6 separate regions of the Mus musculus genome follow, and regions 1, 2, 3, 5 and 6 are each linked to region 4. The links are chromatin contacts, called in public Hi-C and HiChIP or PLAC-seq maps. All regions are on one chromosome and are shown on one strand. The core of a region is the stretch at or near the end of the contact, and the rest is flanking DNA. Distances in the headings are between cores, read along the strand shown. Region 1 overlaps Adcy2 (adenylate cyclase 2). Region 2 overlaps Adcy2 (adenylate cyclase 2). Region 3 overlaps Adcy2 (adenylate cyclase 2). Region 4 holds the start of Adcy2 (adenylate cyclase 2). Region 5 has its middle 34 kb from the start of Gm35514. Region 6 has its middle 8.0 kb from the start of Gm35514.

What was found. A called contact is a pair of places that touch in the nucleus more often than the background predicts. HiChIP or PLAC-seq counts read pairs in DNA pulled down with a chosen protein or histone mark.
Region 1: a contact with region 4 is called in a Hi-C map of cortical neurons, with 3 times the contacts expected there. The contact joins the enhancer-like site here to the promoter of Adcy2 in region 4. A contact is called at or near these places in 4 of 39 promoter capture datasets (cranial neural crest, embryonic stem cells and hippocampal neurons), 20 of 484 Hi-C or Micro-C datasets (adipose-derived mesenchymal stem cells, cerebral cortex, cochlea and 11 more), 7 of 115 datasets of contacts at active chromatin or transcription factors (VIP interneurons, astrocytes, embryonic basal ganglia and 4 more) and 3 of 9 other capture datasets (adipose tissue, embryonic stem cells and macrophages).
Region 2: a Hi-C map of muscle stem cells shows a contact between it and region 4, with 2.8 times the contacts expected there. The contact joins the enhancer-like site here to the promoter of Adcy2 in region 4. A contact is called at or near these places in 2 of 39 promoter capture datasets (cranial neural crest and hippocampal neurons), 2 of 484 Hi-C or Micro-C datasets (cerebral cortex and muscle stem cells), 3 of 115 datasets of contacts at active chromatin or transcription factors (embryonic forebrain, forebrain and neural tube) and 2 of 9 other capture datasets (adipose tissue and macrophages).
Region 3: a Hi-C map of cerebral cortex shows a contact between it and region 4, with 5 times the contacts expected there. The contact joins the enhancer-like site here to the promoter of Adcy2 in region 4. A contact is called at or near these places in 1 of 39 promoter capture datasets (hippocampal neurons), 5 of 484 Hi-C or Micro-C datasets (cerebellar granule neurons, cerebral cortex, forebrain and 1 more), 3 of 115 datasets of contacts at active chromatin or transcription factors (SST interneurons, astrocytes and embryonic forebrain) and 2 of 9 other capture datasets (adipose tissue and liver).
Region 5: an H3K4me3 HiChIP or PLAC-seq map of neural tube shows a contact between it and region 4, with 7 times the contacts expected there. The contact joins the enhancer-like site here to the promoter of Adcy2 in region 4. A contact is called at or near these places in 2 of 39 promoter capture datasets (both in embryonic stem cells), 6 of 115 datasets of contacts at active chromatin or transcription factors (craniofacial prominence, differentiating embryonic stem cells, embryonic basal ganglia and 3 more) and 3 of 9 other capture datasets (adipose tissue, liver and pancreatic islet).
Region 6: a Hi-C map of muscle stem cells shows a contact between it and region 4, with 7 times the contacts expected there. The contact joins the enhancer-like site here to the promoter of Adcy2 in region 4. A contact is called at or near these places in 3 of 39 promoter capture datasets (embryonic stem cells and neural stem cells), 4 of 484 Hi-C or Micro-C datasets (cortical neurons, embryonic stem cells, liver and 1 more), 7 of 115 datasets of contacts at active chromatin or transcription factors (VIP interneurons, astrocytes, craniofacial prominence and 4 more) and 4 of 9 other capture datasets (adipose tissue, embryonic stem cells, liver and 1 more).

The regions. Positions count from the first base shown.
Region 1 is chr13:68,621,844-68,626,163 of GRCm38.p6, reverse strand. It overlaps Adcy2 (adenylate cyclase 2), which reads left to right. Exons shown (of 25, transcript NM_153534.2): 24 at 252-376. Among named protein-coding and RNA genes, the nearest start is that of Gm34903, 20 kb to the right of the region's middle. Within about 2 kb of position 3,048, at least 14 of the 459 cell types and tissues checked have an H3K27ac peak or open chromatin away from gene starts, as enhancers often do. A contact at or near this core is called in cortical neurons, where this site is marked.
Region 2 is chr13:68,658,324-68,662,446 of GRCm38.p6, reverse strand. The region is part of intron 18 of Adcy2 (adenylate cyclase 2); the gene reads left to right. Among named protein-coding and RNA genes, the nearest start is that of Gm34903, 57 kb to the right of the region's middle. Within about 2 kb of position 2,171, at least 1 of the 459 cell types and tissues checked has an H3K27ac peak or open chromatin away from gene starts, as enhancers often do. A contact at or near this core is called in muscle stem cells, where this site is marked.
Region 3 is chr13:68,704,919-68,709,158 of GRCm38.p6, reverse strand. All of the region lies in intron 14 of Adcy2 (adenylate cyclase 2), which reads left to right. Among named protein-coding and RNA genes, the nearest start is that of Gm34903, 100 kb to the right of the region's middle. Within about 2 kb of position 1,573, at least 41 of the 459 cell types and tissues checked have an H3K27ac peak or open chromatin away from gene starts, as enhancers often do. A contact at or near this core is called in SST interneurons, cerebral cortex and forebrain, where this site is marked.
Region 4 is chr13:68,996,623-69,001,029 of GRCm38.p6, reverse strand. It overlaps Adcy2 (adenylate cyclase 2), which reads left to right and starts at 1,489. Exons shown (of 25, transcript NM_153534.2): 1 at 1,489-1,956. The coding sequence starts at 1,735. It overlaps Gm35161 (a long non-coding RNA gene), which reads right to left and starts at 1,485. Exons shown (of 5, transcript XR_873632.3): 1 at 365-1,485.
Region 5 is chr13:69,427,368-69,431,725 of GRCm38.p6, reverse strand. No RefSeq gene overlaps it. Among named protein-coding and RNA genes, the nearest start is that of Gm35514, 34 kb to the right of the region's middle. Within about 2 kb of position 1,930, at least 24 of the 459 cell types and tissues checked have an H3K27ac peak or open chromatin away from gene starts, as enhancers often do. A contact at or near this core is called in neural tube, where this site is marked.
Region 6 is chr13:69,385,335-69,389,773 of GRCm38.p6, reverse strand. No RefSeq gene overlaps it. Among named protein-coding and RNA genes, the nearest start is that of Gm35514, 8.0 kb to the left of the region's middle. Within about 2 kb of position 1,598, at least 3 of the 459 cell types and tissues checked have an H3K27ac peak or open chromatin away from gene starts, as enhancers often do. A contact at or near this core is called in muscle stem cells, where this site is marked.

The DNA of each region.
Region 1 (4,320 bases), core at 1,799-4,298, 380 kb after region 4:
GCAGATCTTACAGCACAGCAGGGTCAATGGCATTACAAACAGGGGCCGAGCTCTAAAAGGAACATTGACAGGCATAGGCACTGTAGCATCTTGAGATGATAAAGTTGGAGTTGCTCTGGACTTTGGAGTCTTATAGTTCATGGATTTGGTTGAGATTTAATATTAATGCTTCATGCATGATTTGAATGACTTCTGACTTAAAAGAGTTCCTGCAGTTCCAATCTTGCTAACCAAGTTCTGACATGTTGCAGGTATCAACCATGGACCTGTAATAGCTGGCGTCATAGGGGCTCAGAAGCCACAATATGACATCTGGGGCAACACTGTCAACGTCGCTAGTAGGATGGACAGCACCGGAGTCCTGGACAAAATACAGGTAACACAGTCTCTTCTCAGCCACCCTTGGTTCTCTTGGGAACTGTCATTGATTATAATAGTGATGATGATGATGATGTTAAATAATACAACAAAAAATAAATAGGAAAACTTAAGAGTTTATTTAAACCCTTCTATAGAGAAAAATCATAGTTTTTTCATTAACTGTTAGGAATGACACCAACCAGACTCTAATGATAAGAAGGTATGGGCCTTCAAAATATAAATCCTCTGACCAGAGGTGACCTGCAAGGCAGGGTGGTGACCCATAGCCGTGAATGCCCCAGAGGGAAGGTACCCACCTGTACTGAGAGCCCAGGAGACGTCTTATGAACTATTCCCTTTGCTGACCCCATCACATATATAAAGACTTTGCAGGGGAGGTCTGCAGCTCAAAGCTCAGGTAGCCCTGCCTTCCTGGAAAGGAAAGTGTAGGAAAGATGAAGACTGGGAAGTGGGAGAAATGAAAGTAAGACTGACAGAAAGAGCAGAATAAAATCATCATAGCAAGATATCTTACAAGCTCTAAATGACCCCAAATCTCTACAATCCACCCAAGGGAAAGAAAGACAATATCTGACAAATTAAAGCAACAACTAAAAAAATAAAATCAATTCATGTTAGTGTTCCCACTGCTCATTTAATCAATTTCAGCCATGGCTACAGTAACTCTAATTAAAAACGCACTAATCACATTCTGGGGTTGGGGAAAAGAGTAGAGATTGCTCTAAAGATAATGAGAAAAAAATCTGTTATAGGAAGTGTGATGGAATTCTTCCAGTTCTGTAGTTGAGCAGTGATCTACCAGTCAAGACAGAGAGTACAAAAGATGGGCAGGAAGCTACCCACAAGGCAGCTGTGTCCCCTAGAGTTGGTATCTTGGCTCATTTAATTCCTAGTTCCACTCACATGCTGAGCTATGTACTGTGTCTACAGCAGGGAATATATCAATCGCCCAGTGCCCACACACTGTGGAACAGCACTGCATTAGGGACAAGAGGTGTGCTGTGGTCATCACAGCTGTGTGGTCACAATTATGACAAAATAATAAAACAGGGAATGTTTTGAACCATGATGAAAAGCGAGTTCACAGACCAGAAAGGGAAGTTTATACAAGATTGCTTTTGAACACTGTGGGAAGTATCTCTACCTAGGCATATCTTCTCTACCTATCCTAGCTGTTAGAGAAATGTCACATCTGTTGTATATTCAAGGTCCACTGGAGGGGGTACCCCAACAGCCACACACAGTGATCCCATTCATCGGGAATAATTATCTCTAGTCGTTGCTTGAACTCTCTTATGGCAATTAGAGACTGGGGGGATGACAGTAGGCAGATATGAAGTAGACACTTAGAGACAGAGAGCTTAACTGTGTGTTCATGTATTTGACCATATGCTAGAAATGCCCTTGGTCCTGTCTTGGCTAAGACCAGCTATACTGGAGGGTTGGGATGTTACAGTACCTTTGTTCTGTAGAAGCTTTGGACCTGCACTTTCTCTTTCCCAAGCAATGCTAGAAATATAAATGTCACTCAAATTGTGATATGCAAAGGAATTTGTTTTAAATTCCGTCTCTAGCCTTGTGTGGAGACCTGGCATCAGAAGCCACCCAAAAGGAGGTGGGAGAGATTGTCAGTCCTTGATGAGGCCATAGGGTGTTGCCTTCCCAGAAGGCTCTCTGAGTAGAGGCTTGCAACCACTTGCAGAGAGCACAAGGATGCTGGCCTGCCTGCTTTGCTCCGTACCTTTTAGTTTTTCTTTTCTTATTTGTCTTTTTGAATATTTGTCTTTGGTGAGTATGGGCAGTGCCCACAGGACAGAGGCAATAAAGGTAGTATGAAATCACTAAGGGGATAGATGGAAGAAGCTAGGTGTGGACATGGCCAAACAGTGGCCCACAAAGGACAAAGGCAGTCTCTTGTAGATTTTGGAAGAAAATGAATGACATAGAACGGCATAGAAGGGAATGTGGGAGGCCGTTGGCCATCCATATATTTGAAATAAGAAATACCATACAGCAAAGGGTATAAAGTCTGTCTCTTAATTCATTTTTATTTTTAATTATGTACATAAGTATATGTGTTACCAGTCACTGTGCAACATGTCAGTGTCTCCTGTGTGACTCTTCAGGACTTCTGTACTAACACTCCATGTGATCCAGTACATCTCAGACAGAGCATCTCAAACAGGGGGAGCATCACAGACAGGGGGAGCATCTCAGGCAGGTGGAGCACCTCAGACAGGTGAAGCATCTCAGGCAGGTGGAGCATCTCAGACAGGTGGAGCACCTCAGACAGGTGGAGCACCTCAGACAGGTGGAGCATCTCAGACAGGTGGAGCATCTCAGACAGGTGGAGCATCTCAGACAGGTGGAGCACCTCCACAGACTGCCTGAGGAGGAACTAGGACAGATCTCTGTGGAGACCGAGAAGGTTTGCAAGCTGCTGCCTGTCCTGACTCAGAACCTGGTGTGAGCACAGAGTAGGCTTCCTTTCTCCTAGGATGCAGCCTGCTCTCGCTCCAAATGTGACAGAAATGCCATCTTTTTATGATTGAAAATTCCATAAACCATTCTCTTCCAGCTTCACATTCCCTTCTCTTTTAAACCCCACAGAGTCCACCTCATGCCGCTAGTATGTGCATGAGTATAAGGCCATCTACTGGTGGTCAGGTATACGGCTCCCCTCAGGAAACTGGCTCTCCTCCCCCTAGCAGCTCCTCAGCTAGCTAGGGATGAACACCCTAGTTTCCTCTTCCATTCTGAACGCGGTGTGGCTTCCCTACACAGATACTGTACATGCAGACACAGCACAGTCACATTCTTGTATGAAGCTGCCCTCTTGTGTCCATTGAACGCTTTCACTCTGCTTAGCCACTGCCCCTGGCCAGCACAATCTTTCCATCCACTCTTCTGTGAAGATCCCTCAGCCTCAGGGGCAAAAGGTGTGGTAGAGAAAGACTGTATAGAGCTGAGCAGTTCACGATCTCCTATTCTCTGCATGCTGGCCAGTTTCCAGTCTCTGTTAATTGTCACCGAGTGAAAAAGAAGCTTTTCTGATTAACATTGAGAGATCCATTAACTCATAGGTAGACCCATAAGAGCTTAGGGAGCAATGTATACCACATCCATTCAGCAGACTGGTGGTATTAATGTGTCCCATTGGGCTATGACCTTTCCAGCCACAAGTATTTGACTCAGTTTAGTGACCTTTCCAGCCACAGGTATTTGACTCAGTTTAGTGTGGATTCAGTCTTGTGGTTTATGTACTTGTAGGAGACTCTTGCTAGGCCAGTCATTGCTGCCTGCAGGTTCATCAGGAAGTACGATTGTTGGCTGTTTTCCTCCACTAGTATCAGGCCTAGAATCTTCCAATATGATGAACCCTAATCAGAAGGGATGAAGCTTCCAGGTCTGTACCAAATATTCCCCCATGCCCTGTGACTCAAGTATATGGTGTTTTCAATAACAGGATGTCACCATCGGGTTCTGTGAGGTAACCAAGAGCAGTGGCAGTAGCCTGTAATGTTTTTCTCCAGGACCCAACTGGCCACCAACTCAAAAAGAGGTAACCATACCTGACACAGGCTTTTACTTGATAGCCTATGGTGTCCGAGAGAGGTATTGCCGCCACCCCACCCTGACCCCCACATTATAGGATAACTCATTTAAACTCCAAAACATGTATACACTTTAGGAAGTTTCTACAGTAGTGTGTCTCCGTAAGGTTTTCCAAGGTATTTAATGTTAGTTATCCCTTCCCCATAAGCCATGGGTGTTTTAACCTTGAACATTACTTGGCAATTTTTGCTCTTTTCAGGGTTTTTTTTTTTATACCAGCAGTAAATTAAGCATTATTGATGCTAATATTCTCTGGTACATCTTTTTCTATTAATTTCCCAGGAATGGGATTTTTCTATTTTTTTATTGGATATTTTATTTATT
Region 2 (4,123 bases), core at 922-3,421, 340 kb after region 4:
TGTGTGTGTTGCTGGACAGAAATGTAGGACCTTGCAGTTGCTAAACTCTCTACCACTAAACCACACCTCTGGTCCACTGGCCTCTTTATAAGCCATGGGCTCCTGATGAGGACCCTAGGGAGAAGACCTCTGAGTTATCCCAGACACCAGCAACCTGAGAATACATTATCTCAGCTTGTGTGTAGTTCATGGCACAGCAGAAATTGGGTTCCTTATAGATATTTTTTAATAGATTATGTCATCTAAGAAACATATTTTAAAATAACTTATTATTTATTTATTCTTATGTTTCTGCATAGTTCACTTGCATATATGCATGTTTTGTGTATATATCTAGTACCTGTGGAGGGCAGAAGAGGGTGTCAGAAAGACCCTCGTGAGCCGCTGTGTGGTTGCCAAGAACTGTACCTAAGGTCCTCTGCAAGAGCAGTACATGTTCTTGACTGCTGAGCCATCTCTCTACCCACCCACCCCCAGATATGAAGTTTTTAGAAGTAATGATGTTGAGTAGTTTCTCAGTGAAACCTTTCTCTGCCTGCTGTGCCTGAGCCAGGCTCCTGATGTCCCTAACACTCAAAGGTCACAAAGGCCAACCTGAGATAGTGGCTCCGAAGTTGCACCTCAGATGAAGGAAAATCAAAGGCAAAGACTCTTCTGTAATGGAAGAAACCTTTATTAAATAGAATTACAGAAAAATGAGAAATTGGGAAGACTTGAGGAATCAAGAAGTGAGAAGAACTTCCCAGTGTCGAGGTTTCCAAGAGAGGAAAAGCCGTTGAACTCCTTGGTCTGTGCATTTGATACCCACCCAGATAAGGGTGGCTAAAACCCTTGTCTATCCACCTCTCATTTGTACTTTCTGAACGGATTCCTTGACTGTTGATTATCTGCCAGTCACGTGGCCAGTGCCACTGCCCTCCAAACTTAGTGCTGCCAGATGTCCCAGCTCCCTCTGTTCTCATACATACATGATTAACTTGTTGCTGTACCATGTCAGAGGGTTAACACCAAGACACAGCAGCCACAGTCTTTCCTGGTTGCCTCAGATCCTTGTCAATGCAGGGGCCTCATAGGCAGGAGTTTCTGGCTAGAACCAGCTTTACAATTTAGTCTGTTACAATTAGCCACATTAGACGCTAGAATATAATATAAAGATGGGATGTCTTACATTGCCATCCAGGATGTCAGGTAGGAGTGCATAGTCAGCTGTGGTCACACACCCACAGCCATGTCCCTCCTATCAGCTTCCAGCCTCTGTCATGTTAACCCTTAACCTTCCCTGTAAGCCCAACCTCTGTTTTTCAGTACAACATCTAAGTGCAGCTTCAGTCTTCAGCAAGGGCAACATCTCCTGCGCCTGTGAGATAATGTGTGTGCCCATATACACAGATGACTTTTTCTCCACAGAGTAACGAGAATGTCCTGTCTACCTCATCAGAACCTTTTCCCTTCAGGTAGACACTGGTTCACTAAGGGATTCCTCCATCTCTCTCACCCCACTTATCAGGACTTTTTGTTCATTTGGATCCCTGAGTTCTGAGGGTCAGAATGATTGCTAATTAACAGCTTCAGGCAGACGGTCACATAGCTGCATATTAGTGTATAACTTCAGGAATATGTGGGCTCAAGTCCCCAGAGTCTACTTATGGCTAGAAAGAAAACACACATCACCATTAGAAATTAGAAATTTCCATTAGAAATCACTGTTGGAAATGTTTCCAGTTACACTGGCTGCATCTTCTGGCTTCACAATTCAGTAATACTGTTACCTGACACCCTACCACCAAAATAGAAGAGATCAAAAAGGCTTTATCTTCATGATGTGTGTGTGAGAGAGAGGGGACAGAGGCAGGGAGACAGAGACAAAGAGACAGAGAGAGACAGAGAGAGAGGTGGAACAGAGAGAAACAACAAACGAGTTGAAAGAGTTTGAACTATCATTTTACATAAAATTAGTTCAAACCCATTCAATGATTCAAATTATGATACCGCCCCCACAAAGATACACTGAAAATTTAATTTCAAGGACCTCATAATGTGAGCTTATGAGAAAATAGGACAGCCAAAGATAAAATTAAATTAAAATGAGATCAAACAAGAGGAAGATGACCTCTAGCCCAGGATGACTGCACTCCTCTAAGATCACATGTGAAAAGACAGACACACAAGAGCTTGAGGTCACCCAGTGATGATGAAGTCAGACCCCAGAGTGACAACATACATCGTCAAGTCAGAGAGCACGGAAAGTGGCCAGCAAACTGCTGGAAGCTGGAAAGAGACGAGGAAGAGCCTCGGTTTCAGAGGAGTACGGCTCCAAGGTCAGCTTGGCTTCAGTTTGGAGCCACTAGGTGACTGTGCCCATGCTGCAGCTGCAGCAGGAAATCGGCGGAGTGAGCCAGCTACACAGAGGACCGGACTGTTGGGAGTATATCCGGGACTTTATTTTCTCTACGTCTTTCCTGCCCATCCCATCCACACACTCTTGAAGAAAGGAGTAACCCAAGAATAGATCTCTATGTGATTTCAGATTTCAGCAGTCCCAGCATCATTTGTCTGCAGAGGTTCTCTCATGAGGAGGGCCAACAGTAGCCGCTGGCAGTCCTTTTTGCTTACTCAATAAAAGATGTTTGGGGGAGAACATTTTGAGAAAATTCAGTAATTCCTGAATAGATGGGGAAATTCACAGCATAAAAGGGCTTCCACTTACCGGTGGACAGTGTTCTCCAGGGTCTCCCGGTACTGCTTTTTGTAAGGTTTATTGGGGTCTGTAGTTTGTCATCCTCCAAAGATCAACAAGGAGAGCAAACCTTCATTCGGCTGCTTTCCAGATATCCCACTCCCAGTTCACTGCTGCATTTAGTCATTTGGAAGATATGAAAGTCAGGTGGGACCATGGTGTCAACCCCTTCCTCTGTGACCTCATTCATGAAGCGTTAGTGGGAGGCATTTCCAGAATGGCATCCCTGGTGGCTTGTATGTGTGCTTTCTCTGTGTTCAATGGAAACCCAACCAGGTTCTGAATCCATGAGGACCCTGCCTCTGACTCCTTGTCTCCATGTATTTGAGGCCGCTGGTCTCTTACCTAGACATCAAAAGGGAATTGACTCTGTCTGGGGTCGCTGAAAAACTACCACAAAATTCTGACCTGTATGCTTAACTTTTTATTCTTAGTTTGATTGATGCTCAAGAAGAGGGACTGTCATTTCTGTCTCTGTCCCCTAGCTTTAAAAACAACTAGGTGACAGAAGCATGCAGAAGTTCAACCTGCACCTTCCAGGAATGGTAGCTGTGCTATGCTGCTCTCTCTAACCACCCATCACAGTGTCTTTATGGTTAACATGGAGAAAGGAAATGAGTTTAAAGTTCTCTGATGTCACCGTTGTTATTAGGTTTCCACACCCGTTTAAACTGTGCCTTTAGACACATTTGCCTGAGCTCCGTGTCATAAAAATCAGTGCTGATAAAATCGGAAAGCAGCCCTATGCCCTTCTAGTAATTCATGGAGAAATAGAGACCTCCTCATGGTAGCTGAGCTCAGCTTCTTAACAGGGTCAGCAGGTCTGATCCAGAGGGAAGAGCACAAATGCACACCTGCAGGTGTGATCCAGAGGGAAGAGCACAAATGCACACCTGCAGGTGTGATCCAGAAGGAAGAGCACAAATTCATACCTGCCTTTCTGCAGGGTTCTGAGGCTCCAGAGCTGAGCCCACTGGGATCTACCCTTCCTTACCTTTCACACTTTCCTTTCTGTGAAATTTACTGATCTCCATTTTTTTCCAATTTTCTAGCCATTTTGTTCCACTGTCACCATACACTTAATACTGAAATCACTAGGGCCACTTGGGGAGAGCGTGCAGAGGGTCAGTGTATGTGCTGGGTATATAAATATCTGACGTCACCCTGCACTTAATACTGAAATCACCATTTACCATGAGAGTGCTGTGGGCCAGCCTATGTGCCAGGTGTATAAATCTGATGTGGTATCCAGAACGGCCCAGAAGTTTGAAATGTGCATCCCTTTCACAGATGAGGGCAGTGACATTGAAAAGGACTTCCCCCAAGTCCTTCAGCTCACAGTACAAGTCCAGGCACCCTTACTTCAGAGCCCATTGAGCTACATCA
Region 3 (4,240 bases), core at 324-2,823, 290 kb after region 4:
GAATTATGCACCCTTCTTTCATCTTAAATCTACCCACTGTCATAGGTCAGTTTCCAGCTGGTTTTAAGAGAGACGTGAAACACAGGAAGAAATGTGAGCCATGCAAGTCCTGTCTTTTAGGATAGAGTCCTTCAGGTTCTAACCAACTGACAAAAAGCATTATATTGTAACTGGGGGAACTGGAGTCTCATCTCAGTGTTCTTAGACTCATTAGTAAGAGAATTTAATAACAGACCCAGAGACAGTCTTGAAGAAAGTTTTATTAGAGTTTGAAAGAAAAAAAAGCATCACAGGTAAGTTCTAAATCTGAGAGGATTCCTACAGGAAAATAATGGAAAAGGGAGAAGAGAGGAAACCTGTGCCATTTGTAAGCAACTGTATGGTAGAAATGTCAGAGAGAGCGACAGAGACAGAGACAGAGAGACAGACAGAGAGACAGAGACAGAGAGAGAGGTGCCCCCTCACTCTTTCTTTAAAGGTTGGGATTATGGCACGTATCTGAAAGAAAGAGATGGAAAAAAGAAAAACTTACACTTTGCCAAGTAATTCAGAAAATCAGGCAGGCTTAGCCTAGCCCTCAGCAAGTGACAATTCTGAGGGCAGAGTGTCTGATAAGGGAAAGTACATTATTCCTTCTATCACCTCAGCATGGCTCAAGGTGAATCCGCCTGCCTTAGAAGTGGTTCCATGTCAGGTGATTGACAGGCCCGGTTGGATTAACTTTTTGGAGTAACTTAAAATGCAAGGTCTCGATCCAAGAACAGGAATAGGTTCCAGTCTTTTGACAAGGGAAAATAGTGATCCCTGATGGGCATCGACTGAGCACTAATAAAGGATTCTGTACCAATCCTCCCTCTAAAGAAATAACCTAACCTCATTTAGGAGATGCACCAAAATTGGGGGATAGAAACGGTCTACCTCCACCATGACACCCGAGGTCTGGTTCCAATGTCATTCAACAGACAGGAGCAGCATCCAGACTGGTGATCCAGTCACATCCCCACATATAGCCAAGGCAGGGTTGCTCAGAACACAGATTCCTGTTCTGCTTACAGGATCTATACCCTGAGCTCTATCCACTGCTTTTGCCATCCTAATTCCTAAAGGGTCCTTCCTCTCACACTTACTTTCATATGGCTGTCTCCAAAGAAGATGACTTTTGTTTTATAGCTTAAAGGAAGTTTTAGGAAATTCATCCTTCTTATTATAAATGGATATATATATATATATATATATATTCTGAAATAGATTTTCTCTAGTCACTGCGTATTCTGTAGGAGCCAAAAAAAGAAAAGAAAAAAGCATTTTCAATCTACCAGGATTCAATATTGTACTGCCGTTTATCCTGTGTAGTGCAGCCAGGATTTGTGGGCAGCTAACCTGCTCAGATTGAGTGGCACCCTTTCCTGATAAAGATGCTTAGCAATTAGAAGCAAGCACTATCTTCCCCTCTATACAACAAAGGTTTTCATCCTGGGCACTGAGCCAGAACCCTGGCATTCACAGGAGTGATAGCCAGCCAGGGCATTACTCATGCACACAGTTCCTCAGCTGTCTCCCCTGTTTTGGAGAGGTTCCCACCAGATTTCCTCCTTTTTTACAAATTAGCATCAGCAGGCATGGGCCCCCAAGGCGCCCTTCTTCTCTGCTTAAAAAAAAATTTTTCCTCAGTGAAATTTCCCACTGTCAGCTGATCAGCCTTCCGTTCAAAAATGCCAACAAATTAAATTCCTTTCTAGTACCAGGCCTGAAGCAGCTGGTATGTGAGAGAAATGTGTGTGCTCCACTAGGGCTGCCAGGGAGCAGAAGTTTGTCGTGGAGTCATGATCGCCCAGGGAACTGGGGCACAGCGCCACTGGCGAGTGCATAAGTTCATTTTCCTGCATCTATCTGTTAGGTGAACCTCTATATTACCTACATCCTAAGTGATGCAGGGGCTGTCGATCACTGGAAAGATGAATGGTTGTTTTAAAAAAAAATCCCCAAGGAAGACAAAAGACTGAGGGGGAAAATGCTTCATAATTTTCAGTTAAGAAAGAGATTGCAACCCTTTCTGGTTGGCGACAGCACCGGGTCACCTTGGGCAAGGAGTCGGCAGACACTCTCACGGTCCCTAGAGGACTCTCCACGAGATCTTAGGATCACTGGTAAGTGGAACACAACATCGGTTCCAATCCAATCTCGAGGGACCTGAGATGGCATTAAGGAAGCAGAAAACCAGCCTAACCAGGGGCACAAGTCCCTTCTGGTCTGCACCAGCACCGGGTCACCTTGGGCAAGGAGTCAGCAGACACCCCCACGGTCCCTAGAGGACTCTTCACAGGATCTTAGGATCACTGGTGATCCTAAGTTCCAATCCAACATCAGTTCCAATCCAATTGTGACAGGCCTGTGACAGCAGGAACAAGGACACTGGAGCCCTTCCTGGACAGAGGCTCAGGTTCCTTTTGATCAGTTCTGGTTTACTTTGGTTCCGAACAGACCAGACAGCTCCAAGGTCCTCAAAGGAGACACCATTTCCAGGCACTGTAACACACCCAGGATCTTAGGACAACAGGATCCCAGGATAACAGGAGCTGGGCCACACCAGTATTTCAGGGTCTCAGAGGAGCTTGACTGCAAAGAACTCTGATACACCTAGAATCTCAGGTTCACAGGATCCCACAATCAAAGGATCACAGAGAAAGCTGGACTCTGAGGAGTCCTGAATCAACTAGGATTATATGAAGGACAAGCTCCAATCAGATATATCGAGGGCAGCAAGCACTTGAGAGATGGCAGGAGGCAAGAATAAGAACAGAAGCAACAGAAACCAAGGTTACTTGGCATCATCAGAACCAAACTCTCCCACCTTAGCAAGTCCTGGATACACCATCACACCAGAAAAACAAGACATGGATGTAAAGTCACTTCTCATGATGATGATGGAGGACTTAAAGAGAGAAATAAAGGAAAACACAAGCAAACAGCTAGAAGCCTTTAAAGAGGAAACACAAAAATCCCTTAGAGAGTTACGGGAAAACACTACCAAACAGGTGATGGTATTGAACAAAACCACCCAGGATCTAAAAATGGAAGTAGAAACAATAAAGAAAATCCAAAAGGAGATAACTCTGGAGATAGAAATCTTAGGAAAGAAATCAGGAACCATAGATGCAAGCATCAGCAACAGAATACAAGAGATGGAAGAGAGAATCTCAGGTACAGAAGATTCCATAGGGATCATGGACACAACAATCAAAGAAAATGCAAAATGCAAAAAGATCCTAATTCAAAAATACATCCAGGAAATCCAGGACACAATGAGAAGACCAAACCTACGGATAATAGGAGTAGAATGGAATGAAGATTTTCAACTTAAAGGGCCAGCAAATATCTTCAACAAAATTATAGAAGAAAACTTCCCACACCTAAAGAAAGAGATGCCCATGAACATACAAGAAGCCTACAGAACTCCAAATAGACTGGACCAGAAAAGAAATTCCTCCTGACACATAATAATCAGAACAACAAATGCACTAAATAAAGACCGAATATTAAAAGCAGTAAGGGAAAAAGGTCAAGTAACATATAAAGGCAGGCCAGACTTCTAACCAGAGACTATGAAAGCCAGAAGATCCTGGACAGATGTTATACAGACACTAAGCGAAGACAAATGCCAGCCCAGGCTACTATACCCAGCAAAACTCCCAATTACCATAGATGGAGAAACCAAAGTATTCCATGACAAAACCAAATTCACACAATTTCTTTTCATTAATCCAGCCCTTCAAAGGATAATAACGGGGAAAAAACCAATACAAGGACGGAAATTACACCCTAGAAAAAGCAAGAAAGTAATACTTCAACAAACCTAACAGAAGACAGCCACAAGAACAGAATCCTAACTCTAACAACAAAATGACAGGAAGCAACAATTACTTTTCCTTAATATCTCTTAATATCACTGGACACAATTCCCCAACAAATAGACATAGACTAACAGACTAGCTACAGAAACAGGACCCAACATTTTCCTGCTTACAGGAAAACCATCTCAGGGAAAAAGACAGACACTACTTCAAAGTGAAAGACTGGAAAATATCACTTTTTGCAGATGATATGATAGTATATATAAGTGACCCTAAAAATTCTACCAGAGAACTCCTAAACCTGATAAACAGCTTCGGTGAAATAGCTGGATATAAAATAAACTCAAACAAGTCAATGGCCCTTCTCTATACAAAGAATAAACAGGCTG
Region 4 (4,407 bases), core at 240-2,739:
AGGGCCCAGTCAATCAGAGGGTTTGAGCCTGCAGGAGAAGTTGAGGCTCCATAGAAATGTCTGGTAAAGGGTGAGGTTTTGTTTATCAGAGGTCAAGCAGGGCAGGGAGGCTCCATGACAAGCTTGGTTTCACTATTAGGGATCCATCGTGATTTCCTCCAGGACTGGGTGAGGAAAGCTGGGATGTCCTGGATTTCAAGTCAACTCTCCCATTAACTCCATCCTTGCCCTCTATCGAGGTTGAGAACACAGCTGTGTCTTCACTCTCTGGGTCCAAAAATAAAATCCCTGGAAATCCCTGGGTCTGAGACTCTGTGCATGGCCTAGGTCCAGCATTTGAGAGTCACACAGTTATTCAGCTTACCTGTTCATGCTGGCTGGCTTGCAACTCAGGTAGGCAGGCTGCTGTCAGGGAACATGCAAAGGTCTAAGGCAGTTCCGGGCTGACAGAGAATGTGGAATAGCTCTTGAGGCGGTGTTGTGTTTTGGACTCCTTAGAAAATGATTTGGGGGAGAAAAATGGCTTGTGGGTTCTTTGGATGGAAGGACAGGAAAATAGGAACCTTCTAGAAGCAGTCTTTTGAAGGTCAGTGGTTAGTCCTGTCATCTAGAAAGAACAAAGGTTGAGGTCACAACCACGAAATGCCTGCCCAGCCTGTCCACGAGGATCTAGCTAGGTCTGTCATGCTTCGTGCATTTGGTCCCCGAGAGTGTCAAGCGGCATGGGATGAGTGATTCCCAAGCCAACCTTGCCCACAGAGGATGATTCTCATTCCTTGCTCCAACTTCTGTGCCATCCCTGTCTGACTGAAAGGGTTCTGGGGAGATCTGCGATGCCAAACACAGAGGTCCATAGGGTACTTCTAAGGCGCGGAGAGCAAAGGCAGAGAAAAGGAGAGGCCCGCTGCCTGAGGACCACAGGTGTCTCCAGTCACTGTGTAATTGAGTTCGTGGGGGCCATTCTTTCAAAAGGACTCCCACAAGTCCTGGAGGGTCCTAACTCCTGCTCTGTACTGGGAGTCAAATTACAATAGAGAAAGTGAGAAAGAAGCCACATTTTGCTAAGTAGGCATACTAAAGAGGGGTGGTCAGGGATATGGGACCCCCTCTCCAGGCTGGGGGGTATTAAAGCATGGCAGCCTTTTACACTGCTGCCTTGTGAGATCATGGAGAGGCAGTGGGGACTCTGGCAGTCAGGTGGGAGACTCCAGGAGCCCAACAGTAGCCCTCAGGCTGTTCTCTGCTGTAGTGGAGAACAAGGCTGAAGCCCCAATCTGCCTGGCTGGAGTCCAAAAGCGAGAGGAGGAGGCGCCCCACTGTGCAGCCTGCGACAGGCTGGAGGGCAAGGACTCGGTCTGAAGCTTTCTCTGGAGCCCAGCCTGGCCGTCGGGGGGCGGTGGTGGGCGCGGGCCGGCGCCGCCCCTGCGCGGAGGCCGGTGCGCTGCGCGCGGGGTGGGGCGAGGCGGGCCGAGGGGCCGGGTGGCTCCCGCCCTCGCGAGCGGTGGTGGCGGCGGCGGCGCCCGGGAGCTGCCCTGAGGCCGCCCCCGGCCCCCGCCCGCGCGTCAGCGCGCCCAGCCCGGGGCTCCGAGCTCCGCCCGCGCCCGAGGCCCCTGAGCACAGCTCCGGGCGGGCAGCCGGCGGGTCGCGAAGCGCGGGGGCGGCAGGCGGTAGGTGACCACAGAGCGGCGCTGCCCGGGCAGGGCGCGCACAGCGGGCGCCCCGCGAGCCGCCCCGATGTGGCAGGAGGCGATGCGGCGGCGCCGCTACCTGCGGGACCGCGCCGAGGCGGCGGCAGCAGCGGCGGCGGGCGGCGGCGAGGGGCTGCAGCGGTCCCGGGACTGGCTCTACGAGTCCTACTACTGCATGAGCCAGCAGCACCCTCTCATCGTCTTCCTGCTGCTCATCGTCATGGGCGCCTGCCTCGCCCTGCTCGCCGTCTTCTTCGCGCTCGGGCTGGTGAGTGGCCTCCCCGTGGCTCCGAGGGGACCGCGCAGGCGACCGTGTCCCGCCCCAGGCTGCTCCTCACCCCTGTGCCCTGCCCGAGGCCGGCCTGGCTAGGGCGAGAGCTGTGGACAGAGGAAAAGTTTCCTTGGAAGGCTTTGCCCAAAATAAAGTTGCCAGGGCTTGCTCCAGGTGGACGGGCAGGGCGTGTGGGTTCAGCATCTCTGCGCCCCGTGGCCAACTCTGCGCTTTCTCCCGGCGCCGCTGCCCGCAGCAGAGGCAGTCCTCAGGCTTCCTTGGCGCGCTAGCTGCCTCCCATCCCTGTCCGCGGAACGCCCCCGGCTCTCCTCTCTGAGTTTGGTCTGGGCATCATTTAACTCTTAAAAAACAAGGTGCTTTGGGAAAGCAGTTCATGACAGCGAAAATGAAAACCAGATAATGTTGTGCATCTTGGCTTTTGAATCTTTTCGTGTTTAGCCATGTAGAGAGAAAGTGATGGAGTGTTGAGCAGATGCCCAAGCCTCATCTCCAGAGACTATAAGTGAGCTAAAAATGGAAGGGACCCTCGCTGCTTTCCCCTTTTTAGAGAAGTGCAGGACTCGATCATGGTTCCCTGCTGATGGTTAAAGCATGTTTTCACGGCTAGAAGCATTAACGCAGCTCAATAGCTGATGTCAGTTTTTCTGGTTCATAATTTTCAGTCAGGAATCTCAGGCTGGCTCCCTGGAGCCCTGTAAGGAAATCTGTAGATGGCGGTAACTTCCTCTTAGCGCTCCCTTCTCTTCAGTGTGGTTCAAACTTTTCCCCCTGACCATGATTTGCCTGTGCAGACTGTCTTGTCCGAGGCCTGGATCAGCTCGTGAGTTGTGTGGTTAGAGGATAATGCGGGATGTTTCTGCTGAACGGTGTTCCCAGAGCTTAGAATGTAAAGACATGCCTGTTTTCACCAGTCTCAAGCAGATTCAGCTCACGCTGCCTCAAGGACACAGAAACTCTGTTAGGTATTTGACAATTCGTTTTATATATCCGAACCATATGGCGCTCACATTATGAATCGGGAGGAAAAAGTTTCAGTCACGGTACAATTTTTTAAATGTCCCCCACGAGCGTGGGTCCTGTTTTCTGATTGAGTTCCATGAGGTAAGGAAAGATAATCCAACGTGGCAGACTATGACGTCACTGGCCCTCTCCAGTAGCAGGCCAAGCAGGGAGCTCCTTTGATCCTGGTAGCCTAGGTGTGAGAAGACGACAGCCCCACCCCTGCCGCACTTGCTTGTCCCTACTTATAAGACCAAAAAGAACTTAAAGAGAGATTTGGGGAAGGGGGGCGGGATCACGGGCGGGGCCAACAGTCTTTAAAGACCTCACCTCACTTTCACATTGCTGGCAAGAAAACATCACAGTTGTCCTTTGGAAACGTGTTCCTCCTAAGTGTTTCTGTTTGTGAGTAATTCAAATCCTTCTGGCTGGTTCCTTCCTAAACGGAGAGGAGCAGGTGATGGCCTATTTATAGTGCCATTAGTCTAGGGAGACAAGTGCGAAGTTCGTGTTCCCCAGGCACACTACTTTGTTTTCCAGGTTAGAACGCTCCAACTTCAACCACGTTGAATTAGGTACTCTTGAATGGGTCCGTGAGAAATTCATGCCAGGAGAACTTAAGGGACTTAAGGCTCCCTTTTCTAAGTTGCCTTTGTTCTTCCCATTTGTCCCTAAAGAGTCTCTTTTATGTTCTGTTTTGCTTAGTTGAAATGTTGGAAAGATAGCCTTTAAAAAGTCTTTGAAACCTTCATAGATAAATACCATATACAATGTATTTAATCACATCCGACTTCACTCCACTCCCTCAATCTCTCCAGAGTCTATCTCCCTCTCTTCTTTAATACCAAAAGACAAAGCAAAACAAAATAACAAAAACCTGGGGTCCATTTGTGCCGTCCATGTGTGCATAGCAGTGAGATTATACATTGGTGCATGGGAAACCACCCTTTCTTGCAGAAGCCATCAGCAGCCAACAGCTCTTCTGCTAGGGCTAGGGCCTCATGCCATTTTAAGGGGCATCATTGTATTTCCTTAGTATGCTCATCATTTCCACACCTGTCTTCATTCAGCTAAATCATTGTAACCAGAGTTGGTATTTCCTTAACTTGGCTGTCACCCAGAGCAAGATCCACACACGACATGAAATGGAGTCTGTTCCTCCATGCTCCTGGTTGGCTTCGTGCCCACTATGTAAATTTTCAGTGTAAACTGCAGACATGTTCCAGGGAGGATGCCTGGATCTAGTCCAAAGGTTACCTTCTGGTGAGGAACAGGGCTCCAGCGTTCTATGAAAGGAGAAAGGCCTGAGGGATGTGGGCACTGTCTTCCAATACCTCAACACAGGAGCAGAGACTGTGTGACCCCTAGGTTCACAAAGACTTATCTCTCTTTTGTTTCTTGAAAAATTGTAGGCAGTATCTCCACTTT
Region 5 (4,358 bases), core at 681-3,180, 430 kb before region 4:
ACCACACACACCACACACACACACACACACCACACACACCACATACACACACACCAAACACACACACACATACACACACACACACCACACACACACACACACACACACCAAACACACACACACAGACACCATACACACACACATACACACACACACACTCACACACCACACACACACCACACACACAGACACACACACACACACACACACACCACACACACAGACACACACACAGAGAGAGAGAGAGAGAGATTCAATTGATCAGAAGCAACACATTGCTCTTCTCTGAATAGTGGCTGGGTGATGCTAAGACGATGTGTTTGGCAGATTCGATGAAGGATCAGGGGGTTCCTGCTGGTGGCCATAGTACACGGAGGGAAAAAAAGTACTGCACATAGTTTTGGTCCTTGACACATGATCCCTGGAGGGGTCACAAAGATCCTTCATTGTCCTGAAATTCTTACTAATATTTGTATAAGAGGTCCCGTGATTTATTTCACCAGAAACAGTATGCTGGGTCTCGGTTAAGCAACAGCAAGGGAACTCAGAGAGAAAGAGAAAGGAAAGTCAAGCAGAAGTGGAGTGGGGAAGAGAGACTGGGTATTCAGGCAACTGGACAAGATGCGCTTTCAGTTTTTGGCGCAGAGGAAAGGAAAGAACCACGGAGGAAAGATGCTAGATGGTTTGTTTCACAAAGGAAACATAAATGTCCTGTTCTGTGACCTCCCAGGTTCTTGTAACAAAAGATGCATTGGATCAAGGCATATATTAGATCCAAGAGTTGAGTGTGGGGATAACAGTAACTAGTTTTCTATTGCAGTAACAAAATCCCCGAGGCTGAGTAATGTTAAAGAAAGAAGGTTTATTCAGCTCATGTGTAGTAGGAACTGCGGGCCGACTCTTTGTAAACACTGGGGGCCATGAAACTGCAAAAGCATCTCCTGCAGGAGGACCTAATTGAGGACTGCCTGTGACACCAGCATTCCTGCAGGAGGACCTAATTGAGGACTGCAGGAGAGACCAAGGATTGCTGTTGCAAATAATGCCAGCCAACCAGGAACTGCTGTTTAGAAGATATGCTTTTTTGGGACCAATGGGGCGTGGATGGAGGGTATTAAAGGAGCTTGCAGCAGTGCTCAGAGGAGCTTGCTGCAGCCTTTCTCACCTGATCCTGGAGTCTATGTCGTTGACTCTGCGCCAACTCGCCCCCAACCCCCTAGGGCAGGTAGGGTCAGGCGGAGAGCTGTCCAGGGCACAGGCAACACTCATGGTTGTGAGTCTTAAAGCTAGCCAGAGCCCATAAGGTGGACCCTGGTGAGGGCGCTCTGGCTCCATCACAACATGGTAGATTCATGATGGTGGGGGAGATCACGGGAAGCCTGAGGGATTGAGCACCCTACTTGCTCATTTTATAACAATTCCTCAGAAGTAACTGGGGTTTTGGGGGAAACCTATCAATCGCTGAGTGGGGCTCCCCAAAAGCTCAACAGCTCCACCCTGGGGCTGAGCCTCGCCAATAATCTTCTGTCTACTACTCTGAAGCAGGCGATTCCTCTGCAAATGTTTTCTGGAGTCAACCTTGAGTTCGCTTCCAAGGTCCTTTGTCTTTTATTTTCAGTAAAAGCCATTTGGCAGATTATCTCCTTCCAACTCTGCCGTGCATCTTGATCTTTTTCTTAAGAAAGATTTGTTTTGTAAGTGACAGGGTGACAGCAGGCTGGTCCCATTTTTCAGGCCTTCCTGCAAAGTATTCCGATTTCATTTCCCTTTGTGCTCCCTTGGGGAGTTTTATAGCTCCCTGATTTACACTAAGGTCAAGACAAGGTTTGCAAGCTGCTGCGGAACATAACTCACAGAACTCCTGACACAATGCTGGGGTCGCCAGAGCACGGCAGAATACATTAACAGAGGGGTAGATTAACATGCCCTTAATGCTGATTTATTCCTCAGAGGTTCTGCCTGAAGGCTCCCTCTCTTTCTCCTCATCAGGCCTAGGCTGTGGCTGTGTCTCCTCCATATTCATCAGAGCTCTGCTGTGGCAGGCACATGGGGATGCGAAGGGAAGAGTGGGGGGAGCTGAGTTGTGAGAAGCAACTCATTGCTGGTGGGAATAATTCAGGAGATAAGATGAGTTGGGAGGATGCGAGTGTTCTTTACATCCCAGGGATGCAGTTATCAAGAGCTGAGAGCATGTGTTTAGTTAGCTAGCTCTCCTTGGCATACATCCTAGGGCCTGGGGAGATGCCTGGGTCTCCAGAGAGTGCATCCTGCTGAGAGAGACTTGCAAATGTTCTTCAATGCAATCCAGGGCTGATGGCCTCCTAGAGAGAGAAGGGCTCAGTCTGCCAGATTCTTCTGGCAGCCAGGGGTCTTCAGTAGACCTTGAGGGAAGAGGCTCATGAGGTGGTTGGGTAGGACTGGGGGAAACCTGGGAAAGGAAACCCCAGGTACAAAGGGTGGATTGTGTGAGGCCTGGGGATTCTAGAGTGACATGTGCTAATGTCTCTAGTTTCTGATGTCATGGGTGGACTTGGTGCCGTGAGCTCAGCTGCACCTCTGGCTATTACTGATATCAGGAGGTTTCACCCAGGCTTGTTTGGGTCCCAGGTGAGGAGCTGTGCACATAGAGACTGAGAGAGTGAAAGGAAATAAAACTTGAGACCTGTGATTCATGTAATTTATGTCAAATAGCCCAAAGAGTTGTTTGTGGGCTTTGAAACCTGGGGCTGAGAACATAGCAGAACAGGCCAGGACATGCCCGGGCAGGCCTGTTGTTACATGTCCGGACTGGCCCGGCACCTCCCTATCTCCCACCCTTCTGACCTAAGTTAAATGTTAACAGGCTGCTGATGTTTAAATGGACCAATCATGTGAAACCCCACCAATTCCTCCCCCAGCCCCACCCCTTTTCTATAAAAACCCCTAGCTTCCAAGCCTCGTGGTCGATTCCTCTGTCTCCTGTGAGATATGAATTGACCCAGAGCTCCGCCATTAAAGCTACCTTGTGCTTTTGCATCAAGGAAGTCTCTCGTGTTTCTTTGGGTAACCATGTGTCCCGAGACTTGAGTGGGGGGGCTCCTTCTTGGGGTCCTACAAGAGGCTTAATGTTTGTAAAGCTGGTGAAGACAGTGGTCCAGAGGGAAAGAGGCACAGCCACCACGTCAGGACAAACATCAAATAACTCCTGGGAAGGAAGGTGTTTGAGCCAGAGTAGTGGTGACAGCAGGCAGCCAGCAGAAGTCAAGGACCAGTGGGGTTTTTGGTTTTCTTCTGTTGAGCCCAGGAGTCAAGTTACAGCAGACAGTGAAGAATCAAGGCCCAGACACCATGATCAAGGCAACTCTTATAAAGACAATATTTAATTGGGGCTGGCTTACAGGTTCAGAGGTTCAGTCCATTATCATCAAGGTAGGAGCAGGGCACCATTCAGGCAGCCATGGTGCAGGAGGAGCTGAGAGTTTTACATTTTTATCTGAAGGCCGCTAGGAGAATACTGACTTCCAGGCAGCTAGGTGAGGGTCTTAAAGTCTACACCCACAGTGACACACCTACTTCAACAAGGCCACACCTCCAAATAGCGCCACTCCCTGGGCCAAGCATATATAAACCACCACAGTGGCATTATTTGGAGTAGGTGTGTCACTGTGAGCATGGGCTTTAAAACCCTCATCAGACAATGTCTTGGTATGAAGTTTAATTTAATTTTTATTTATGTGTATGTTTCTGATTGTGGCGTATCATGTGGCAGTTCCTGTGGGGGCCAGAAGAGGGTGTTATGCTCTAGGCCCTTGCCCTGTCTTGAACAGGGTGACATCATGCCTGTGTCTCTCCCTTTACAGAAGGAGACATACAGTTCACCACGGCGCTCTGGGTCCTTTTAGACAGGGTGTTAGTTATTTTCCCCATTGCTGTGGGAAAATACCCACAGGGTGGTATTTTAGAAGGAAGAGTTTACACTTGAGGAGAGTCCCTGTGTTGGGAGGGAGGCTTGGCAGGACGAACTGAGGTCCTGGGCAGAGATGAATCTTGGTATTTAGTTAGGACCCTGACCCATGGGATGGTACCACCCACATCCAGGATGGCTGTCAGTAGACCCCTCAGGAAACCTCACAGACTCACTCGGAAGAGTGCCTCCTGGCTGATCCTAAATCCAATCAGATTGACAGTTAAGATTAGCTATCACAGACAGCTGTGATAGAAGACAGAGCTCGGATTTTCCACCATCCTGGGACCTGAGAAGTGCAGGCACCATCTGCTGTGTGGTAAGGCTCCCTTGCTGGGCTGTCAGACTGTCTCATTGTGTCCACCCAGCAGGGTGTGGTGAGGGAAGAACCCAACTCAAGTGTTTGTGAGGATAC
Region 6 (4,439 bases), core at 349-2,848, 390 kb before region 4:
ACAATCACCAAAACCAGACACTATTGTAGATGCCAACAAGTGCTTGCTGACAGGAGCCTGATATAGCTGTCTCCTGAGAGGATCTGCCAGTGCCTGACAAATACAGAAGTAGATGCTCACAGTCATCTATTGGATGAAGCACAGGTTCCCCAATGAAGGAGCTAGAGAAAATACCCAAGGAGCTGAAGAGGTTTGCAGCCCCATAGGAGGAACAACAATATGAACTAAGCAATACCCCCAGAGCTCCCTGGGACTACACCACTAATCAAAGAAAACACATGGTGGGTCTCATGGCTCTAGCTGCATATGTCACAGAAGATGGCCTAGTTGGTCATCAGTGGGAGGAGAGGCCCTTGGTCCTGTGAAGGTTCTATGCCCCAGTATAGGGAACTGCCAGGGCCAAGAAGCAGGAGTGGGTGGGTTGGTAAGCAGGGGGAGGGGGAAGGGATAGCGGGTTTTTGGAGGGGAAACCAGGAAAGGGGATAACACTTGAAATGTAAATACAGAAAATATGTAATTAAAAACAAACAAACAAAAAACAAAACAAAACAAAACAAAAAATCCAACCAACCAACCAACCAAACAAACAAAAAAAGATCTGTGCTTAGAAAGTCATGAGGGAACACCAGGGTCAAGGTGGACACTCAGGTATCACCTGTCTGCTTCACTGGGGCAGCCTTTCTTGTACTTGAGTGTCTATTGATCCTCACTGCTAATTCTTCCTTTTTTCTGGAAAAAAAAATCCCGCTGTAGCCAGACAGTGCATTACAAGGAGGAGCTGACATTTCTTCTTTGCTTCTGTAACAGAGATTTCCTTCTAGCCTAAAAGAACGATTTCCGTGACAACCCCTGATTCATGATGACATGCAATTTTCTTGCCATTTCATGCTAATGGGTCAGAGTGGGAATTTTTATGATGTGGTTTTAAATTTCTAAAAGGTCCTAGTCCCCAAATCTCTCCTGTAGAAATATTTGATGTTTAATAATACAATGATAACCAAGATGATTGCCAACATGAGGTCCTCGTTAGGTTAATAGCATCAGCTCTGATGCCACTTAGCTAGTGATGTAATTTTGGAAATGACCCAAGGACAGGGATTGTGCTGCCCTCACCTGTTGGGGAAGCTGATGCTCTGAGAAGTCACTCATTTCCCAAAGTGACAGAACTAAAGGTCAGCAGAGACGGAACCTGAACCGCGGTGGTGTCCTTCAGAGCCCATGCCTTGGAAGGCGAGAAAGCATTAACAGTCCCGCTTCTCCTTGGCCTATGGTTGTAGCTTCTCGACTGGGGATGTGACTATTTGCTTTCATTAATTTGACAAAAGTTCAGACTAACTAACAGCTCATTCTGATGAATTGCCAACAAACCCATTTCTCTGTCTATTCCTCTAGCAGAGTAAATAAGTCTCTACAAAAGGAAATGGAGTGTTTTGACCAAAAACCAACTCAGGGATTACGCTAAGAAAAATAGAGAAAAATAATACCAGGAAGTGATCCGTGTAATTCTGCTGAAACGGTAAAATCAAAACACCAACCAAAATAAGGGAGTAGAGAGTGAAGCGTGGTGTGTGTTTGAGAGTCCATGGAATGCGACGAGAAAGGAGATTATGAAATCCAAGGGTGGGCGAACGCTGACGGAATACCTCAGGGGGAAGGACGCGAGCAGTGTGCCACGGCTCACCGCCAGGACTCTGTGGGGGTGGAAAAAGTAACGGGAGTATTCCCATTATTGTTACTGCTATAGTGTTCACTCCATAAGCACTCGCAGCAGCAGCAGTGTAAGAAGTGGCTAACACATTCTCCACACTGAGTCTCAGAGAAGCCCAGAAGCCCGTGCGAGTAGCCGTGGACTTTCCAGAGAGAAAGCAGCCAGAACAACCCCAAGCTTGGTGTGATCCTCAGCAAGGGCTGGGTGTTTCTGTGCTATCAACTCTTATATATTTTCCCTCCACATTGTATTATATTTTGGAGACATGATCTCACTGGGTAGGCAGACCTTGCTGGCCTCATACTCACAGAGATCATCCCGCTCCTGCCCTCATTTTATACTGCCTGAAGCTCTTTGTCTAGGTCTGAGGCCCCAGGAGAACGCTAACGTCCACCTCAGCAGGACTATTGGTGCCTTTCAGCTCAGGGTCTGTGAAGGCCGCCGTGATGATGAGAGTCCATGGGTTTAGCTTCTCAGACATTTCCAGGAGACAACGATGCGGCAGTGAACTTCCTGTTCCTCTGGCTTTTCCCATCTTTCTGTCTCTTCTAACGCCATGATCCCTGACACATCAGCTAGGAATGGAAATCATATTCATACAAGTAAATAACATTGTATGAACCACGCAGTATGTTCTTAGGAATACCCTCCCTCCATCCCATACACACACACTTGAACTTGGGGTCAAGTGCATGGGACAGGTTGGAGGAAGAAAATGAGAGAAGGAGGATGTAATTATATATTAATTCCAAAAGGAGGATTTTTGAAAAAGAAGATTTGAGGAGAGAAAGAAAAACGGGTTGATGGCAGAATTATGAAAATGATGGAATCCACGGCTGTAATCTTTACATTCATACTCTTTTGGTAACACCACCCCACCCAGCACCTTACTTAGATGATGCCTGGGAAGCAAATATAGAGGCATCCAAGCTCAGAAATTCCATTGTGGCTGCCCCCACACTCTGGGTGCCAAAGCTCACCACCAGTATTTAGTAAATGGATGTGTTAATGCTTAAACAAACCAACTCATTTGTTTCCCAGTTTAACTCTGTGGTTACTATATTGCCAGCCACAAATGCTTTTTTTTTTTTTTTTTTTTTTTTTTTTTTGGCCATGAAAATCAATATTTACTCGGTGTTCCAAGGTTTCTTTATTTACATTAACTGTGGATAGAGACTGGTAACTAACCATTAGTCACTGACTTCCTTTCAGATACACAGTTTAGCAGCCAAAGAATAAAAGAGTCAAAAGAGGCTGCAAGCACACCAAGCTCAGCTGAGAAAATGAAATAAAATTTATCAGAAACCTGAGAAGACAAAGTGTTTGTTCTCCACACGAGGAAGAGAGAGATCGTGCTGGGGACAATAGATTACATTCTTTCAGGTGAGACCAGGCCCCTTCTTCTCTTCCTCACAAGACTGGGCGAGGATGAGGTTGGAGCTGTAATACAGACAGGCCTGGGCTGGTACAGCCTGGGCGATAGTCTACTTTCAACTTGCAGACTTAGTAGGTCGTCCTGTATAGGTCGGTAATCAAACTGCTTGCCCACAGGGCTGCATTGATTTCCTTGTACTTCCCAGAAGGCATGTTAGCTACTATTAAGGTGCTGGGGTGGGAAACTAATCATGCTAGCTGAAGGGAGAGAGTAATCATCAAGTGGGGGACCCAGGGTGTGGAGCCATCACAGTAAGTGGAGATGGAGGGGGACCAGCCTGTGTGTATCTGTGTCCTGTGGACTTGAGTTTTGCTTTACAAGATCATCCTGAAACTTGGCAAGGGAGAGTGCCAGGATTCATGTTTGAGGGGAGAATAGTACTAGGGACCAGAAGCATTTGGGGATTTGTGGGTCAGATATATAAACTGCTCCCTGTCCTGAGGAATGCTCAGATGTGGCTGCTACCACCCAAGCTTTTGCAGAAAAGCCAAATTGCTTGCCTAGTCTGTGGCATGCACCCATCCTTGGGGAGTAACACTTAAAACAAATAGGACAGAACTGCTCAGGGAGATGAGGCAGAAGGTTGGCCACCCAGGCACAATTAGGTGCTCACAAAGAGGATGAAAATGGGACTATTTTATAATAAAAGTGTAAGTAATGAAATAAAGGCAGAGCACACAATGAACTGATTCGGTCGTTGTGGTCAGATGAAGCCTGGTATTGGGCTGGGTGATCGAGAACCAAGGCCAGGGCCACGGCCAGGAGGCAGATGTGAGCACCATGTATGAAAGACCCTATCCTGGAAGAAAAGAGAAGAAAGCAGAATGCTGCAAGTCGTAATAGCCTAGTATTCCCAAGAAGCCAAGTGACAGACAGCAACCAATAACATCACAGAGAATCCAATGCAAGAAGGAGCAATAAACTCAGCCCACACACCCTTATGCATGTTGCCCTGGGAACTAGTATCAAGCCAGAAGGATACCACATCTTCTACAAATAAATTTAAAAAAAAAAAGCAAAGTTGTTCTCAAAATGTCAATGGTGTAGATGGATGCATAAAGAAAATGGAATAAAACATTCCTATGTTGAATGAAAAGAACCAAGTTGTAATGTAAATTACTGCGATAATACTGTCTAAAATATTTTAGGCAAATGAAAACCCATACAGTATGTCTCCATGAGTCAATTATGAAAAATATTTTAGAAGAACCACATTAGTGAGAATGGAAATAAACCAAGATGAAAGCAACCAAAATAAAGAAAAAGAAGGGAACCACACAGGAGAAGATTCTCAGT